Regions from separate parts of the Mus musculus genome. Here region 1 is linked to region 2. A link is a contact called in public promoter capture Hi-C data. All regions are on one chromosome and are shown on one strand. The core of a region is the stretch at or near the end of the contact, and the rest is flanking DNA. Distances in the headings are between cores, read along the strand shown.

Region 1 (4,992 bases), core at 2,074-4,573, 280 kb after region 2:
TCGAGGAACAGAGAGCACCCTGAGTTGTGATTGGGTTTCAATGCTAGTTAGACAATGTGATGCTCCTGTGACACTCGACAGAGGCAAGAGGGGCAGCTTCCCCTTGGCCTCCTCCTTGCCCTCCTCCACCTCCTGTTCTTCATCCTACTCCCCCCCCCCCCCACCTCCCCTGAGCATACCGGATTGCGTTCACTAGGTTCCATCTATTGATTGCATCTCATGCCCAGTACTTTGACCTTTCCATGGGCTTAGCCGGATGTGACGTCATCCTCGGAGGTAGCGCTTGCTTTCTACCTCTTGCGGCCAGGTTACATCACTGTACTTTGAGCACCTGGTCCCCTGCTGCAGTGCCATTTTGGGAGGGTGTAGAGCCTCTGGCACATAGGACCTAGCTGGCTAATGTAGGCTTTCAGGGCTTTTAAGGCCTTGACAATTACAGCGTAGCCTTGCTTCCGGTCCTATCTCTGCTTCCTAATTCCACAAGATGACCGAGGACCGTATTCCTCAGGCTTTTATTTCCGCAGCTACCAAGCGCTCCCTGCTCGATGCGCTGATATCCTCTGCGACTGTGAGCTAATCAAGCCTTTCTTCCTTGTCAGGTCTCAGCCGCGAGAGCAGCAGTAGACGTTATTTTTTGTAAAACCATCTTTTCTCAAGGGATACTTTGTGTATTGTAGTTCTTACATACAGGATTTTTAGGTGTTTGCTCAGTGACTGTTAGAGAGGCTCTCAGCACTCCTTGCTATTCACAGTCTACAACACAAATATATTGTTTTAAAAAACAATTCCTTTCCTTAGGAAACTTTTCAGTTCTTTTCAAGGCCAGAAGCATAAGGCACATCGAGGGATCAGACACAAGTGTTTTCACTTTTTCTTTTTTCTCATTCAAGATACTTCAGTGTTTTGTTGGTTCCTTTGGCCAGAAGGTCCTCACTTGTGTGGGGTCTTCACTTGAGGGCAGTGGGCTTGTCTACCACCTTTGCACTCCACCTTATGAGTCATGTGTCTGTGTGTATCTCAAACAAACACATTTCAACAACACCTGACGCTTCTTCATTTTGCTTTTTAAAATTTTTTTTTTTAATTTTGCTCCTATATTTTGCTCTTTAGCAACATCTTTGGACACTACTACAGTTTAGAAGAACATTAACCTGCTTCATAAAACTTCACTGTTGAGGGTTTGGGGTCATACCCAGTCTACAGATGAGGACAATTGATATAATAGCCCTGATTCCCTGAATCTAAATAGTGTGCTTTTCACCAAGGCTCACCAGGGACTCATTTCTTCCAACCAGGAACCATTTCCTTTACATTCTCTCTCTCTCTCTCTCTCTCTCTCTCTCTCTCTCTCTCTCTCTCTCCCAATTTGGTTTTTTGAGACAGGGTTTCTCTGTATAGCCCTGGCTGTTCTGTAACTCACTTTGTAGACCAGCCTCAAACTCAGAAATCCGCCTGCCTCTGCCTCTGCCTCCTGAGTGCTGGGATTAAAGGCATGCACCACCATGCCCGGCACATTCTATTTCTTTGGAACAGAACAAGACCTTTCTTCCTTTTTTCACCCTTTGTAGTGTATCTTCAGGAAATCACAAATATGTTAGGTTTCAAATTTGAGACAAATGGCTGAGGTCCTATTTAACATAGCAAAGTTCTCCCAACATCCCTCAGTCCCTATGTGTTGCAGCTATGGCAGGCAAGTCCAGCCCTTTACTCAGAATTCTCCAGCTTTGGGGCTGGGCTTCCCTTCCTCCAGAGGCGCTTCCCTATATAACCCAGCCGTTTTGGCCAGCCATCTTTCTTTTTCTTTTTGGTAACCTTTGCCCTCTTGGCTGCTGCACCTGGTTCCCTTCCCCCTTTTCTCACACAGCTCAGGGCCATGTCCACTCTCCCAGATGTCTCTATCTCCCTTTTACCTACACCATACCTAAGAGCAGCCACGTCCTTTTTTTCATTCAAAAGTCATCATAATGTGTAAGTCCTTGTAAGCATGAAGTAACACTAAGGTATCAAAAGCTTTGAATAACAAACCCACGTTATTTAGCGATGTGTAAAACGTTGCTGCCATATAGTGTCTGTTCAAACAGAGCAGCTATGGGCGTAACCTACCTGATTAATTTAACGACAATCTTGTCCAAGTTCTTATGTCTTTGAATGAAATAGGCACAGTAAAGAAACCCAAATAGACACTTGGTGGGTGTATAAGAGAAAAGTTTATTCCAAACTAAGGTCATTGCTTGGGAAAGCAGAGGGCTAATACTGAAGACTGAGCAAGTAATGGGTAGGGACTTTGTTATGTAGGGTGAGCTAAAGGCACTGGAAGCATTTTAAGGATGCATCAATAGATACTTAGTCTAGGGCAGGAAATAGCCCCAGAAACCATTAAGCCAACCTAAAAAAAAAAGTGATTCTGGAAGTTTCTTTGGCGAGACTGAGAGGACTGCGGATTTTAAGAGAGCCACCCAGACCAACTGTGAGACTTGGTAGAATGGCTCTTGCATCTCTGATCCACTAGCAGACCTCAATAGTGTCAGGTCCCCCAAGAAATTCCTTTCCCCCAGGTAGGGCATCTAGACAAAAGCCAGCATTCCCTCGGGGTGGTGGTGGTGGTGAAGATAGTTCCTACTTGCTAAGTGGAGTTATTCTCCTATCTCTGGGAAAAGGGACATTTGGCTCTTCCATTAACTTATGACAGTGGGGTCTATTAGCCCGTCAAGGTCCCATATAACCCAGAAGATAAATCCCCACCATCACCCCAGCCCGCGCAGCGCTTCTCTCTGCTTTCCCGAGAGACAGCCTTCGCAGTTTGGAATAAACTTTTTTTTTCCCCTTTTCACCCACGGAGTGGCTATTTGGGTTTCTTCCCCCATTTCATTCAAGAAGTCCAGTCATCTCTCTCGGACGTCCCTGGAGACTTCCTGAGACTCTCTGGCCTTACCAGCCCAGGCGGCGGCGCCTTATCCCCCAACACTACCCGAAGGAATCTGGGCTCGCTCCAGGAACCCGCCGCCCCTGCCAAGCCAGCCCGCGAGGCCGGCCCAGAAGGGCTCTAGGGCCCGCGCATGCGGACTCGGCGGCCGCAGCCCGGCCTCCCCAGCCTCTTCCTCCTCGGCGCTCGGCGGCGGTTTGGAGCCCGCTGACAGCTCCACGACCAGCGGACGCAGCCTCGTCTTGTGCTTCCACGTTATCCTATCAGAGGCGGGGCGGGGCGCCAGCCCCCACAACCAATCAGCGCCAACCACGACCCGGGCGAGCTGGGCCGCTCTGTGGCCAGAAGGAAGGCGATTGGGCGGCGGCGGCGCCCGGGGCGTGGCTCCGCGGGCCCCGCCTACCGCTGTTTTCCGCCGCCGGGCGCCAGCCGCCGCTGAGGCCCGAGCGCTGACCGAGCGAGCGAGCGAGTGGACGGGGCGCTTCGCTGCGGGCTGTTGGCCGCGCGGGCTGCTGGGCCGCGCACCTTCCTGCTCTTCGGCTCAGGCGCCCTTGGACATGGTGGCCCCCGGCTCGGTGGGCAGCCGGCTGGGCGCGGTGTTCCCGTTCCTGCTGGTCCTGGTGGACCTGCAGTACGAAGGTGAGTCCCGCCCTGCTCCCGGGGCGGGCTTCGGGTCCCGGTCCCGGCTGGGAGCGGCGCTCCGGGGCGCGAGGCTGGGTCCGAGCCCGGTTCCGGTTCCGTGGGCTGAGAGGCGGGACTGGCGGGCCGCGCGCGCGAGGCCGGTTTCGGCGGCCTGGGCCAGCGCAGCCGGGAGTCCGGCGTCCGGGGGACCCTGGATCGGGGGTGCCGGGAGGAGGCGAAACGGCGGCATGCACGGGACGGGTCCCGGTTCCGGAGTGGCGGGCCAGGGCCCTTTCCGAAGCCAGTCCCATTCCCTCACGACCCCGCGTCGGGCGCGCAACTTAGGCTGGTGCCTGGAGAAGCCCACCTCTGGGCTCGGAGCTCCCGGCGCCTAACTTGCTGGGCTGGCTGTGGCTTCACAGTTCCCAGCAAGGCGACATTCAACTTTGTCCCCCCACTGACGTTACTTTTTCTAGTCATCGCAAAAAAAAAAAAAAAAAAAAGTCTCTTAAAAAAAAAAATAGGGAGCGCTTACGTTTCACCCTGGGCTCCAGACTGGAATGTTGGCTACTCCCAACAGAATAGCAAAAAATAGAGGCCTGTCCTATCTTGGGTGTCAGAGCGGGGAGGAGTTAGACATTGAAGCCCCAAATGCCCACTGAACTTCCCAACTTGGTTACGGTGCTGTAGTGACATCTGTCCTGGGCACTGCTCTGTACTCATTCCTGTAAGTCTGGGGATAGTTGTCATGGAAAGAGTAAACAGTTGAATATTCCATTTGGAGGGACTGAGGAACTGAAATTGGGAACAGTTTATGATGAAACCATCATAGAAGTCTATGCGGGTTTCTTTCTTTCTTTTTTTTAAAGACATATGCTTAGGTTTTTAACCATTAAAGGTATGGTTTTTGTTGGTTTTGGCTTCCTGATCACCATACGTTCTTTGAACCCCAAATCAGAATGTGTACTGTGGCAATATTGAGACCAATAATTTGATGTTGGAGCCAGCCTCAAAAGTGAGGGGATTGGAATTTGAAGGCCTGGACCACTTTAGTATGGGTCATATGTTCTAACTTTCTTTCATTTTCTAATTCTTTCCATCTGCATTGATTGTGCCCAGTTATCATTAGTGACTTATTTTAGTAACTTAAGGGAAAGTTGTCTATGCTCTACTTAGTGTCGATTTAACTTACTCTCCAGACATGGGAGTGCTTATTTTTGTTTGCCTTACCTCATCCAGGAGCTTGTAGATCAAGCACCTTATTCGAGTTTCTGTTCTTTGCAGGATTAGGACTTTTAGCATTTCATCTCTCTACTGTGGTATTTCTATAAGAAAACTCCGAGTTTTCCCGTCAGGAAAGCACCAGTGGCCTCTCTGAGGAGAAAGCCAGTGTTGCTTTTCCAGGAGTATTACCTGTGCAGAATGGCAGGTGATGGAGAAGGAAAGAG
Region 2 (5,508 bases), core at 1,452-3,951:
AAAAACAGCGAGACAGTAAACGTAACTGCAGAGTGAGGGGCAGACCGGGAAATAAAAAGAATCCAAAGCCATCTTTGTCAACGAGATGCACCTCACTGGACCAGTCCACAGTCTAGGAAAAACGGTGTTTGGGAATTGGGCTGGCAGCTAAGAGTGCATGAGGCCCGTGCCAAGGGTCTGAGCTCAAGTTCCAGCAGCCAGGTAGGGAGGTTCACAACCATCTGTACCTCGTTACGCCCTCTTCTGACATCTGCTGACACTGTACACATTGGACACACACCCACACTCACGTGTATACCTATAAACATAGTCACAAGAAAAGATACATCAAATGAATGAATGAATGAATGAATGAATGAATGTCAGGTACACTGATGCCTGCCCTGTACTCCCAACTACCTAAGATGCTGAGGCAGAAAGAACACTTGAGCCCAAAAGCCCTAGTTGGCAACAGAGTGGTATTCAAAAGAATCAATAAAATATAGGTCAAAACCCTAAGAGAGGGAAATGAGCTATGGCTAGACACGCTGTCTGCACAGACTTGAGTTAATGCGTCTGCAGGCAACGGTGCTGACACTCCACAGGGAAAGCTCAGCTCTTAAAGGTACAAATTGAACTGTTCTTAGATAACAGGCGTGATATGTGGGAACGGCTTCAAAACGGAGCAAGCAGGGCCCTGGGTGACTCAAGTCTCAATGTGAGCTGATAAGTTACAGGTGCGTGGCTTAGAGACAAGCAGGGCCTTCTGATTCTGGTCGTGTGGCTTTGGAATGTTCCTAAAAGCCTAAAAAAGAAAATGTCCCATGACCCTTGGCCCTGACAGCAAGCAGCTGAGCAAGAAATCAAACAGAGTAAAGACAAGCAAGTTCCCTCCTCCCGCTGTCCCTCCGAGGAGTGGGCACAGGAGAGTTAAAACCCCTTCTGAGCCGACCACCTGCAGCCGAGGTCATCTGCCTCCCCTGGAGGTGTGAGAGAGGCTGCCTCAGTGCCAGAGGGAGAGCCTGGCACACTCAAAGCTATGTGTTCAATCCTCTGCACAAAATGTTCAAAAATTAAGCTGAATTCAAAGGCCTGAGGAAACACTGTAATTAGTGGCTAAGACATCAGCTTTCACAAATGGCTTTCAAATCCCACTGCTTGCAGACAGTCTTAGCAGAACACAAGGATTGTCAAGAGATGTTAATTTATGAAAGCAGAGTTTCCTGGGCATTGCCTGGAGAACCCCATTTGAGGATAGTGTCTTAATGGCTGGTCTCAATCTCCTACCATTATGAATACAACCTTTCTCCAGTGAAGCAATGGATCCTCTGACTTTTTAAAGAAAGTGTTTAAAAGCATTTTCTCTGGGTTCTCACTCAGAGTCATCACTGTCAACACTAAATAAGCTAGTGTCAGAGTGTCCAGGAACCCACGGGGCACACACAGCTGACCACACCTGCTTCCCAAGGCGTGGTCCACCTCTCCCTGCCTGGGTCATCTCCCTCTTGGTCTCTATCAATGGCCTCCTAGGTTGAGCTGAAAGTTGGAGCCACTTGGAAAAAAAGAGCCAGGAAATGCATCCCTGGACACATCTCAGGAATCAACCCCAAGCAAAGGCACAGGCAGAACTGACTGCTGACCTCTGACCTTGGATAAGGGCAGGGTTACCTCAGATGGCAGCCTCCAGGATCCCCTATACTCCAGTATCCACCCAGACGAGCGACAGTCAGGGGGAAAGCCTTGACCATGTTAGCAACAGTCTCCAACACCATCTCCAGAAGGTCCAAAGCTCTCTTCTGGCTTCCATGGGTACTACATGCATGTGGTACACAGACAGACAGGCAGACAGACGAAACACTCATGCAAATATAATAAAAGTAAACCCTAAAAAGAGAAAAGTCCTCAGGCAGTGGGCCGAACACTCAGGAGGCAGAGGCAGGCAGATCCCTGAGTTCAAGGCCAGTCTGTTCTCAAGAGTGAGTTCCAGGACAGCCAGAGTTACATAGAGACACCTTGTCTTAAAACAAACAAACAAAAACAAACAAACAAACAGTCTTGGCCAAAGGCCAACTTCACAGATGAAGCTGGCAGACTATATAGACTATAAACATATATATATATATAGACTTAAACAGCTGGAAAACTGGCTCAGCGGTTAAGAGCACTGACTGCTTTTCCAAAGGTTCTGAGTTCAAATCCTAGCAACCACATGGTGGCTCACAACCATCCATAATGAGATCAGATGCCCTCTTCTGGGGTGTCTGAAGACAGCTACAGTGTAGTTAACGTATAATCAATAAATAAATATATATATTAAAAAAAAAAGACTTAAACAACCATGCCGTGCCTTGCCCACGACTGGCTCCACATGCAGGAGAGTCCCCTGAGGCTCCTTTGATGCCCCCAACTTCACTCTCCCACAGGCAAGACACCTCATAACTCAAAATCCAGGCCTGAATGACGTGAGGAGGCAGGCTGTGCAGACTCTCCCTTTACAGTAAGGCTCCAGATGGTGAGTCATCTCTGTCCCCATGGCACTTCCTAGGAGGTGCACACAAGGGACAGATTACGGGGAACTCGATGCTCCGAGCTGGCTTTCTCTGACCTGCACGGGTGTGTTCCAAAGTCACGATCATGCTGGTTTCTCCACAGTCCTCAGCTTCACAGAAGAACATGGAGCACCACCTAGAAATCCCACGCAAGGCTTCTGCACCAGTTCCTCGCCACCTTTTCTCTGGCAGAGCTCCGTTAGCACCTAGGGAAGGCCCGGCTGGGGTGGGTGGCTCACACAGCTGTGCTGTCTTCCTAGAATAATTCCTTGTGCTATTGAGGCACCAGAGAGACAAGATGCCACACTCCGTTCATCCTTCCGCTCTCTAAAACTCAAAAGTCCAGCGGAACAACACGGAGCCGAGATCACTAAATGAGAAATCGCCTCGTAAAACCAGCTGTTAATCTAACAGCTCACCCCATGTGGCTCACACAACCTGTGAGGGTTAATAGTGACTGACAACCCGACGGGATACAGAATTACCCAGGAGACAAACTTCTGGGCAAGCATGTGAAGACAGCAATGAGCAGAGAGCTGGGTTCTTCAATCTGCTTTCTGACTATGGCGCAATATGACCAACTGTCTCCTGTTCTAGCCAACGCGCTCACCATCCGTGATGAGATATGTGCTCCCTCAGACTGTGAGCGGTACTACCAAGCCGGAGTAAGCACTTCTGCCTTCGTTTGCGTTTGTCAGGAACGGGATCACAGCCATGCATAAAGGAGCACGTATAACAGGTGTAACCTTAAACATCATCCAAACGTGGTGTCTTGGCTTTCAGAGACAGGCTTCACTCAGTAGCCCAGGCTGACCTGCAACTCTCTTTTCCTCTTGCTCAACCTCCCAGCTAATTGAGTAACAGGCATTTGCCACCACACCCACCCTATCCATCGGGGCGTGGATTTTGAAACGTGACTGGATCACTGCTAGCTACCCCATATAAAATTATCTCTGACTTCTCCAAATCAGCAGCGTCAATAGGCCAACCAGTCCATGAAAATGAAAGTATTTGTATTAGAAAGCCCGCTTCCTTTTGCTGGCAGGGAGTAGGAAGAAAGAAAGGTTTTCCTATCCGAACACAAATGACTCTTAGCTCCCCAGATTTCAGTGCATTAGAAGGTCTGCTAGTCGTCATGGTAGAGACACAATGTCACTGTGACCTCCAGGACTGGTCACCGGGTCCATCAAGGGAACGAAGCATCCATGCCCAGTATTAGATCATAAACCAACAAAGACCTGATCTAAAGGCAGGGCAAGGGAAGAGGTCTGACAGGGAAAGCCTGCCCACACCAGCTCCCACACTGCACTACCATACCCATCATCCTAATCCCTAATGCCTGGACTGACCCGGCAGGCCAACAGGACGGAGCGTCAGAAGCCAGAGCAAATGAGCTGCCCTCAGTAGCAGTTGATCTGGGTCCCAGCAAATGGCACATACTCTGTGACCCTGGGCTCATTAAAAAAACAGAGCTGTCAGCCTCTGCCCGGGGCATCAGGGTCTCCTAATCGCACTGCCATCCCAGATCACACCAGTCCACTCCAGTCGCTGAGTGCAGTAACAGGGGGTGCTGAACAGGTATGTGAGACAACCACAGGTGGTGATGGGTGTCCAGCTGGACACACCGCACTGACACACTGATTCACCAGTCACAGCCACTTTCCTGTACTGCATATGACTTTGTGACCCCAGGAGACACTGTAACCTGGACCGCATCCTAGTTGACAAACTCATGTGCCACCACTGCCCCGAGGCCATCTCTGCACCATTATCCCTAGGCTAAGATCAAACAGCAGCCACTTGGGATGCTAAGGGCAAAGTTTTTGACCTTAGTTAGATCAGCCCCAGCCTAGAAGGCCTGGGCTCATCTCAGAGCGCCTGAAACAGAAACTCAGCTCTTTCATTTATTTCTGGGGTGGCCCTGAGCACGAGAAACTGACAAGCTCGTAGTGAGGGACTGACTGATACTAAGAATACCTCCTACCTCACCCAGTTCCTAAAAACTGGGATAAAAGTAGCATCTTGGATAAAGGGCGGACACGTGGTTCAGAGCTTTCTATTACTACCAAACTACCTACACCGCATTGAGCATGGGTCCTAGTAATACTGCTATCACTACTACTACCACTACTGGGAAGCACTCCATTGTCCTAGTCAGGGTGACCATTGCTGCCATAAAAAACCAAAAGCAACTCGAGGAGGAAAGGGTTTATGCGGCTCACACTTCGACATCCTTACTCCAGCACTGAAGGAAGTAAGGACAGGAAGTCCAACAGGGAAGGAACCTAGAGGCAGGAGCTGCTGCAGAGACCATGGAGGGGTGTTCCTCACTGGCTTGCTTTTCTGGCTTCCTCCACCTGCATTCTTACAAAACTCAGGGCTACCGGCCCAGGGATGGGAGCCCCCACAATGCTCTGGGCCCTCCCACATTAATCACTAACTAAGAAAATGCCCAATGGACAGAACTTATGGAGGAATTCTCAATTGAGGGTCCCTACTTTCAGACGAGGCCCGCTGTGCCAAGTTAATAAAAAACTAGCCAGCACAGTAGGAGTATTGATTGCTACTGATAGTAACACCAAAGAGTACTACAGCTTCAGAGTATGAACACTGCTGGTCCTGCTGATAAGTAGTATTACTGTCACTGTCGCTGCCACTAGTCCTGGGGAGAATGTCCGGGTTCCCCAGGAACCCCCTTCTCTACTCTTCTGCCATGACTTTTCAATAAGCAGGTTCCTAAAAGAGTAGCCAGGGTTCCACGGACTGTGCTGTCGCAGGACTTCCTGCCTTCCTGCCCTTCCCGGCTCCAAAGGTGATCACTATGGGACAAAACTGACATCACTTCAGCATAGCTGTCCTCTCTCGCCCAGCTGCTGCTGCCTGCACCTCTGTAGCTGACCTACTAAGCGGGACCCACACTCACTGTGACACGTCAGCTGGGTAAACATCTGGGGCTCAGGACTCCAACTAAAGGGAGGGC

Evidence for each region. Promoter capture Hi-C pulls out the DNA fragments that hold promoters and counts their contacts.
Region 1: a promoter capture Hi-C map of neutrophils shows a contact between it and region 2, with 2.1 times the contacts expected there. The contact joins the promoter of Dnajc3 here to the enhancer-like site in region 2. A contact is called at or near these places in 2 of 39 promoter capture datasets (macrophages and neutrophils), 2 of 484 Hi-C or Micro-C datasets (bone marrow-derived macrophages and hematopoietic stem and progenitor cells), 1 of 115 datasets of contacts at active chromatin or transcription factors (pancreatic cancer cells) and 1 of 9 other capture datasets (liver).

What each region holds. Positions count from the first base shown.
Region 1 is chr14:118,934,609-118,939,600 of GRCm38.p6, forward strand. Dnajc3 (DnaJ heat shock protein family (Hsp40) member C3) reads left to right here and starts at 3,324. Exons shown (of 12, transcript NM_008929.3): 1 at 3,324-3,562. The coding sequence starts at 3,481.
Region 2 is chr14:118,659,695-118,665,202 of GRCm38.p6, forward strand. The region is part of intron 3 of Abcc4 (ATP-binding cassette, sub-family C (CFTR/MRP), member 4); the gene reads right to left. Among named protein-coding and RNA genes, the nearest start is that of Gm52104, 20 kb to the left of the region's middle. Within about 2 kb of position 2,702, at least 65 of the 459 cell types and tissues checked have an H3K27ac peak or open chromatin away from gene starts, as enhancers often do. A contact at or near this core is called in bone marrow-derived macrophages, hematopoietic stem and progenitor cells, neutrophils and 1 more, where this site is marked.